Linked DNA regions of Macaca mulatta: region 1 is linked to region 2. Evidence: chromatin contacts called from public Hi-C data. All regions are on one chromosome and are shown on one strand. The core of a region is the stretch at or near the end of the contact, and the rest is flanking DNA. Distances in the headings are between cores, read along the strand shown.

Region 1 (4,593 bases), core at 160-2,659, 430 kb before region 2:
AACGCAGATTCTAGTCCAGCCTGCATACCCTGTGGTATGAGTGCTAGCCCGGTTCCCTATCGAGAGTTCCAACTACAACCCCTCCAACCAGCCTGCACAAGAAAGTTCCAGACCCACCTCCCTGTGCTCATCCTGGTGCCTCTCATATTCAGGCGAATATTCTAGCTCCGCCAGGTAAGGTTCAGAAACATTCCTAATCCCACGCTCAAAGAAAGTCTGAACCCCACTCTTATTGGCTGCCCAAGTTTTCAGAGAACACGCCAAGCCCACACCTTCCCCAGGGACTTCCTAGTCCCGGTCTTCAGCACCCTAAGGAAACTCAACAGCCTCCCGCCTCCCCCGAAAGGATTCTGTACACAGGCCCAGAACTCACTGGCGAGGCTTCCTGGAACTGGCCTTTTGCCCCACTGAATACTCCACCAGCCCCAACCAACAAGGACAAAAATACCCAGGCCCGCCCCAGATTTTCTGTGCAAAGCTCCAGCCTCAATCCAGCTGGGAATGCCAGGGCCACTTCCCCGACATCCTGGAAACCGCTCTAGCCCCGCCCCAACCCATGGGCCATTAATCTAGCCCCCCTCCCGACTTTCTCCCAGGCAACAGCCCAGACCCGCCCCTCCCATCTCTTATTATTATTATTCCATCCCCGCCTCCGGCCCTCCCAGTCAACCCTCCGGCCCCGCCTCCGATTGGCCTGGCCAACTTCCTGGACACGCCCCCTGACTCCCTCCCACACCTCGTTACGTCAGCATCTGGCCCCACCCGTGGCTTCCCCGTCAACGCTCTGGCCGCGCCCGTGGCTCAGACGAAACTTTCTGGCTCCACCCCCAGCATTCCCCACCAGCTCCCTGGCCCCGCCCCCTGGCTCACCACTATAAAGTGGCCCCGCCCCCGGCACGCGTCAGCCTCTGGGTCCGCCCCCAACGTCCCGGCCAACAATCTGGACCCACTTCCAGTCAGGCAAAACTTTCTGGCCCCGCCCACAGCGCGTCCGCCGGGCATCGGAGCCCCGCCACACAGCTGTCCAAGCAACATATGGCCCCGCCCACAGCCCAGCCACAACTTTTAGGCCCCGCCCACAGCCGCCGGCCCAGGCTCGGGCCCCGCCCCGCCTCGGCCCTACCCACCCCCCCCAACGGCCCGCCGCGCCAGCGCCCCTCCAGCTTCCCATGTGGGCGTCCTGTCCCCGCCCCCCGCAGAGTACTCCGACCCCGCCCCCGCCGGCGGCTCCCCACCCCGCCCACGCCTGTTCGCGCTCCCCGCCACGTGGAGCTTCAGGCCCCGCCTTCTCTGGGCGCGCTCCCGGCCCCCTCCCCCCGGTCACCTGTCCCGGAGACCCCGCGGCGTCCGCGACTCCAGCTCCGTCCGCCTCTGCGTCCGCAGCTCCCGGGCCACGCGCGTCACTTCCTGCCCGCACCACGTGAGGCAGAGAAATAAAGAGGGTCACTTCCGGCCCTGTGGGACCGTTTCCGGGAGCCTTAAAGGGGCCGCGTCTCCGCAGTGGAGGTGGGATCGGGGCCACCTGGCCCCCCGGGTGTTTTGGAAGCTCATCCAATTTCCTTCTGCCTGAATTACCAACTTCCAGGAAAAGGAGACACCGTCCTCACTCCCTGGCCTCTACCTCTTTCTTCAAGCTGTTTCCGCCTCCAGCCCCTTATTCCTGGTTTCTGTCAGTAGATGCCAAGCATTGGGCACTGACGCCTGGAAGGCTGACCTGGTTCGAGCCCCTCGTGCCAATGAAACCTAAGAGTTCGCTTTAGAAGCTTCAGATGTTCAACCGGCGGGGGGTGGCTCACACTTCTAATCCCAGAACCTTGGGAGGCCGAGGCGGGCGGATCACCTGAGGTCAGAAGTTCGAGATCAGCCTGGCCAACATTGTGAAATCCCATCTCTACAAAAAAATTAGCCGGTTGTGGTGGCGCGCGCCTGTAACCCCAGCAACTTGGGAGGCTAAAGCAGGAGAATCGCTTGAACCGGGGAGGCAGAGGTTGCCGTGAGCCGAGATCATGCCACCGCACCCAGCCTAGACGACAGAGCGTACTCCTTCTCAAAAATAAATTTAAATGCCGGCCGGGATGGCTCACGCTTGTAAGCCCAGCACTTTGGGAGGCCGAGGAGGGCGGATCACTTGAGGCCAGGAGTTCGAGACCATCCAGGCCAACATGGTGAAACCCCGTCTCTACTAAATATACAAAAAAATTAGCCGGGCATGGTGGCGGGTGCCTGTAGTCTCAGCTACTCAGTATGCTGAGGCAGGAGAATGGCGTGAACCTGGGAGGCGGAGCTTGCAGTGAGCCAAGATCGCACCACTGCACTCTAGCTTGGACGACGGAGAGAGACACCATCTCAAAAAAAAAAATACAAAAATTAGCTAGGCTTGGGGGCGGGCACCTGTAATTCCAGCTACTTGGGAGGCTGGGGCTGGAGAATCGCTTGAACCTGGGAGGCAGAGGTTGCAGTGAGCCGAGATTGCACCACCACACTGCAGCCTGGGCGACCAAGGAGATTCCGTCTCAAAATGAAATAAAATAGGCTGGGCGCCCTGGCTCACACCTGTAATCCCAGCACTTTGGGAGTCTGAGGCGGGTGGATCACCTGAGGTCAGGAGTTTGAGACCAGCCTGACCAACGTGGTGAAACCCTGTCTCTACTAAAAAATACAAAAATTAGCCAGGCATGGTGGCAGGCACCTGTAACGCCTGTAATCCCACCTACAGGCTGAAGCAGGAGAATCGCTTAAACCCGGCAAGCAGAGGTTGCAGTGAGCTGAGATCGTGCCATTGCACTCCAGCCTGGGCGACAAAGCAAGACTCCGTCTCAAAAAACTAAATAAAATAAAATAACTGGCTGGGCACAGTGGCTCACGCCTGTAATCCCAGCACTTTGGGAGGCTGAGGCGGGTGGATCACAAGGTCAGGAGTTCGAGACCAGCCTGGCTAACATAGTGAAACCCGTCTCTACTAAAAATACAAAAATTAGCTGGACGTAGCGGCAGATGCCTGTAATCCCAGCTCCTTGGGAGGCTAAGACAGAGAATTGCTTGAACCGGGGAGGCAGAGGTTGCAGTGAGGCAAGATCGCACCACTGCACTCCAGCCTGGGCGACAGAGTGAGACTCTGTATCGAAAATAAATAAATAAATAAAATCATAAAATATAAAATAAAATAAACGTTCAACTGATAGAATCAGTCGTTCATTCTCCCAAATCAGCATTGACTGCCAGGCTGTGTACTGGGGGGGAAAGGTTGGAGGGGGAACTGAGATGATGAACAAAGCTGACCCCATCCTTGTCCTCCTGAGGGAAGACACAAGTAAATGGGAAATAGCAGCACCTGTGGGAGATGCCTGGCAAGAGAGGCAGGAGAGGCCCAAGGGTGAGAGGCTGCCTGAGCAGGCCCAAGGATACAACCTATGCAAAGGCCCTGTGGTGAATGAGCTGGGTGCATTCCCAAAACTACAAGATACTCAAAGTAACAATAGCTGAATAGCTGCAAAGTCCAGGAGTTTACGGCATTAACCAAAATTTTAGACATAATAAAGCTATTGTGACAAGCCAACCAGGCACTGAGGCTCACGCCTGTAACCCTTGCTCCTTGGAAGGCTGAGGCAGGAGAATCACTTGAACCTGGGAAATGGAGGTTGCAGTGGGCCAAGGTTGCGCCATTGCACTCCAGCCTGGGCAACAAAATCGAAACTCTGTCTCAGAATAAATACATAAATACATAAAAAAGCTATTGTGACAGATGATGATGAATGCTATAGAATACCCTCAGAGAAGGTGAATGACCGTTATAAGTGAACAGACCAGATTCCCTGCGGTGCTAGTAATTTTATTTTGTGATTTAAGAGATGGAAAGTGGAAGTACCTGGTAATTGCTTACCACTTATATGGCTACTGTTTACAGCCTTTCAGAGATACCAATGAAACTTAATCCTCTTATAATTGTCCAAATAGCAATCTATGCATGTAACAAAATTCACTTGCAGGCCGGTGCAGTGACTTGTGCCTGTAATCCCAGAACTTTGGGAGGCCAAGGTGGGCAGATCACTTTAGCTCAGGAATTCAAGACCAGCCTGGGCAACATAGTGAGACCCAGTCTCCACCAAAAAAATTTAAAAGTAGGCCAAATACAGTGGCTCATGCCTGTAATTCCAATACTTCGGGAGGCAGAAGTGGGAGGATCATTTAAGGCCAGGAGCTAGCTCGCGACCAGCCTGGCCAACATAGTGAGACCCCCACCTCTGTGTGTGTGTGTGTGTGTGTGTGTGTGTGTGTGTGTGTATTTTTTTTCTTTTCTTTTCTCTTTTTTTTTGAGACAGCTTTTGCTCTTTTTGCCCAGGCCAGAGTGCAATGGCACAATCTCGGCTCACTGCAATCTCTGCCTCCCAGGTTGAAGCAATTCTCTGCCTCAGCCTCCCGAGTAGCTGGGATTACAGGCATGTGCCACCATGCCTGGCTAGTTTTTTTGTATTTTTAGGAAAGACAGGGTTTCACCATTTTGACCAGGCTTGTCTTGAACTCCTGACCTCGTGATCCACCCGCCTCGGCCTCCCAAAGTGCTGGGATTACAGGCGTGAGCCACTATGCCCTGCT
Region 2 (4,564 bases), core at 547-3,046:
CCCGTCTTGGCCTCCCAAAGTGCTGGGATTACTGGAGTGAGCCACCACGCCTGGCCTGCTTTGTTCTTATTAGGGCCAATCTCCCCTCAGTACTAATAGTAATAACTTTATTGACTGCTTACCATCTGTCATCATGTTCTAGGTAATGAAGATACAGTTATCAGACAGGGTCCCTGCCCTCAACAACTCACTACCTAATGAGAGATCTAGACAAACATACACTACATACTCATAGGGCAAATGAAATAATTTTTAAAATGTAATAAAGGCCATTTAAAAAAACCAAACTAGGTTGGGCATGGTGACTCATGCCTGTAATCTCAATACTTTGAGAGGTGGAAGAGGAAGGATCGCTTGAACTCAGGAGTTCAAGAGCAGCCTAGGCAACATAGCAAGACCCTGTCTCTACAAAAAGTACCCAAAAATAGCCAGGTGTGACGGCATGTGTATGTAGTCTCAGCAACTCGGGAGGCTGAAGCCAGGGGATCGCTTGGGCCCAGCAGGTTGAGGCTGCAGTGAGCTGAGATCATGCCACTGTACTACAGCCTGGGTGACCAAGGGAGACCCTCTTTCAGGAAAAAAACAAAGACAAAAGCAAAACACATCAAAAAAACTAAACTAACTGCGGACCTGGAGTTTTTGCTTTTTTTTTTTTTTTTTGACAGAGTTTTGCTCTTGTCACTCCAGCTAGAGTGTAATGGTATGATCTCGGCTCACTGAAACCTTTGCCTCCCGGGTTCAAGCAATTCTCCTGCCTCAGTTTCCTGAGTAGCTGGGATTACAGGCACCTTCCATCACACCCAGCTAATTTTTGTATTTTTAGTGGAAACAGGGTTTCACCATTTTGGCCACGCTGGTCTCGAACTCCTGACCTCAGGTGATCCACCCACCTTAGCCTCTCAAAGTGCTGAGATTACAGGCATGAGCCACCACACCCTGGCCAACCTAGAGATTTTTTTTTTTTTGGAGTCTTTATTGCCCAAGCTGGGGTGCAGTGGTGAGATCTGGGCTCACTGCAACCTCTGCCTCCTGGGTTCAAGTGATTCTCCTGCCTCAGCCTCCTGAGTAGCTGGGATTGTAGGTGCGCACCACCATGCCCGGCTAATTTTTTGTATTTTTAATAGAGATGGGGGTTTCACCATGCTGGTCAGGTTGGTCTCTCGAACTCCCGACCAAGTGATCCGCCCGCCTCGGACTCCCAAACTGCTGGGATTACAGGGGTGAGCCACCACGCCCGGCCGGTTCAAATGCATGCTCTTAAACTGTTGTCTCCCGAGAGACACATGCAACATGTTTTAAGCAAAGCACTGGCTTGGTGTGGTGGTGGCTCATGCCTGTAATCTTGGTGATTTGGGAGGCTGAGGGTCGCTTGAACTGAGTTCGAGATCAACCTAGGCAATATATCTAGACCCGTCTCTATTTAAAAAAAAAAATTGAAGAAATCACTGAATGAGGAATGGAAAGACATTTTCTAGCTCCCCAGGACAGTTTTTCAAAATTTAAAACTACTATTCCCAGCATGCCCTTCTCTCTGGGGTTGGGGGGGGGGGGGTGCCTAAGAGAACTACATTTCCCCGAATGCAACGCCTGCACCGCTGGTTCTTCATCATCTTGGGAACTGTAGTCCTCTGTAAAGATGTTTGTCCACAAATCCCAGCATGCACTTGGGATCTGACTCGTTTAGTAGGAAAAGGACTGGCTGTGACTCTTCACCCATCTTCACCCAGGCTGGCCCCATTGGTGAAACTACAACTCCCAGGGGTCTGTGCGCGAGAGGGAAGGCGGGTTTTTCTACCGGAAGTCCGCTCTAGCTCTGGGCCCTACAACTGCACCCTGAGCCGGAGCTGCCCAGTCGCCGCGGGACCGGGGCCGCTGGGGTCCGGACGGGGGTCGCCATGGTAACGGGGGCGCGCTACGCCTGGGACTGGCGGAGGGGGGTCCACGCGTAAATAGCCGAGGCTCGATTGGGCGCTGACAAGCCCCTTCTCTGCTGCGGATGGTCTGGGTCGGGCGCGGGCTCCGGGGATTGGGGCCAGGGCCGGGAAGGAGGGCACAGGGCGGTGATTCTAAGCGCGGGGGTTACCAGGGGTCTCGCGGCGACAGGCATTGGGGTGGTGTTCCAAGGGGAAAGGGCCGTGCAGGTGGGAGACATTGTAGATAGTTGGAAGCTTTGAAACGGGAGGAAACTCGTGAGACACAGTCTTGGGGGTAGCGAGAAGGCATTGGAGGTGGGGAGGGGGCGTCCCAAAGAGGAAGGCGCTCTGGAAGTGTGGCGGGAGCGCTGGGACAAGAACGCGAGACCTTGGAAAAGGGGAGGGAGGTTTTCTTGGTGGGAGGAGTCTCTAGAGACAAGGATCTGATTGCAGGTGGAGAGGGGATGTTGAAACAGGGGCAGGAGACTGCCTATGAGAGAGGGATCATCTCAAGGAGAAGAGACCTGGCACAGGAAACCAAAAGGAGGCAACTGTAGGGAATGAGACTTAAGCGTCTGGGAGAGCTCTGTAAAAGGAGAGAGGGCCTGGAGATAAGATAGACACTCGGAATGAATGGGGAGCAATTGAATAGCAATTGAATAGGTCTTTCCAAAAAGAGAGATCTTGTGGGGTGGGGAGTAGGCTTGAAAGTGTGAGATCTGGGGAGGAATCTTTGTTGGGGCAAAGACTGAACATTGGATTTAGGAGTGCCCCTATCCCCCAGGTTGGGGCTTTGGATCTAGGAAAGGGTTCCTCGGGCTGGAAGTTGGGAAAGAAAACGAATGGGAAAGGGTGTCAGAGTCGGGGCGGAGTCTCCTCCAGGAACAGGGTCCTTGGAGGCAAAATGTGACCTTTTGAAGAAGGGAGGAAACCTGGGAGTGGAACAAGGGATGTCACCAATAAAAAGCCCATTGAGGCCCCAAGGAGGGGAACTAAGACCGAGAAAGTGGAGGTCAAAAGGGAACAACTCCAGATGAGGGGGATTGGAGACAGGGAAGGTTGGGGGGCATCTAGGGGGGACGGTAGAGGCGTGAGGATGCAGGGATTCAGGACGGAGGGGACTTGAGATTCCGATTGGGAAGAAAACAGGGAGAGGTATACGAGGGAATTTGGGAGCAAGAGGCAGAGCGTTTTGTCAACTCTGTGGGTTTGCTTCTAGTTCTCCTAACTCTGTGCATATGTCTCGGGCTTGGCTCCCAGGCTGTGGCTGCCTGGTGTAGGTCCCCCAATGTCCCTTCCTGCCCGGGACCCCTCCCCTGCTAGGAAGTGGTTTTCCCTGGCTCAGCAGAAGGAGTTCTTGGAAGGAGAGTGTAACATCCTGTTGCAGTCCAGTTTGGTTGGTTGGGGGAGGGAGGATAGAGTGTGTGGAGAATGAGGCTTAGGAAAGAGAGTGGACTCTTTCCTAAGAGAAGACTCTCAGGCTGGGGTGGTGACTCATGCCTGTAATCTCAGCACTTTGGGAGGCTGAGGCAGGCTGGTCACATGAGGTCAGGAGTTCGAGACCAGCCTGGTCAACATGGTAAGACCCCCCTCTCTACTAAAAATACAAAAATTAGCCAGGCGTGGTGGTGGACGCCTGTAATCCCAGCTACTTGGGAGCCTGAGGCAGGAGGATCGCTTGAACCCGGGAGGCAGAGGCTGCAGTAAGCCGAGACTGTGCCACTGGCCTAGGTGACAGAGTGAGATTCTGTCTCAAAAAAAAAAAAAAGAAAAGAAAAGAGAAAAGGCCGGGCACAGTGGCTCATGCCTGTAATCCCAGCATTTTGGGAGGCTGAGGCGGGCAGATCACAAAGTCAGGAGTTCGAGACCAGCCTGACCAACATAGTGAAACCCCATCTCTACTAAAAATACAAAAATTAGCCGGGCATGGTGGCATGCGCCTGTAATCCCAGGTACTTAGGAGGCTGAGGCAGGAGAATCGCTTGAACCTGGGAGGCAGAGGTTGCAGTGAGCTGAGACAGTGTCATTGCAGTCTAGCCTAGGCGACAGAGTGAGACTCTGTCTCAAAAAAAAAAAAAAAAAGATAGTGGTGATTTTTACACAACTGTGAATATATACTAAGAGAATATACCAAAACCCATTTTAACTGTCTACATTTTAAGTGGATGGATTTTATAGTGTGTGAATTACATTTCAATTTTATAAAAAGTTAGTAAGCAAAGAGAAAAAAAGAAGTGGCAGAGCTGAGACTTAGCCCAAAGGAGTCTGAACCTCAAACATTTGAGTATCTACCACCTCCTAGCCACTGGACTAAGTTTATAAACTTTTTTTTAACCTTTAAAAAAACCCTGGTTGGCTGGGCATGGTGGCCCATGCCTATAACCCCACACTTTGGGAGGCAGAGGCGGGTGGATCACCTGAGGTCAGGAGTTCGAGACTAGCCTGGCCAACATGGTGAAACCCCGTCTCTACCAAAAATACAAAAATTAGCCAGGTGTCGTGGCAGGTGCCGGTAATCCCAGCTACTCAGGACACTGAGGCAGGAGAATTGTTTCAACCCAGGAGGTGGAGGTTACAGTGAGCCAAGATTGCACCATTGCACTCCAGCCTGGGTGACAGACGAAACACTAAACATTTAAAAATAACAAAAA

The links. A called contact is a pair of places that touch in the nucleus more often than the background predicts.
Region 1: a contact with region 2 is called in a Hi-C map of cortical neurons, with 3 times the contacts expected there. The contact joins the promoter of CCDC9 here to the promoter of AP2S1 in region 2.

The regions. Positions count from the first base shown.
Region 1 is chr19:59,744,447-59,749,039 of T2T-MMU8v2.0, reverse strand. CCDC9 (coiled-coil domain containing 9) reads right to left here and starts at 1,409. Exons shown (of 16, transcript XR_013409955.1): 1 at 1,325-1,409. It also overlaps the pseudogene LOC718020.
Region 2 is chr19:59,317,925-59,322,488 of T2T-MMU8v2.0, reverse strand. It overlaps AP2S1 (adaptor related protein complex 2 subunit sigma 1), which reads left to right and starts at 1,796. Exons shown (of 5, transcript NM_001261143.2): 1 at 1,796-1,898. The coding sequence starts at 1,896.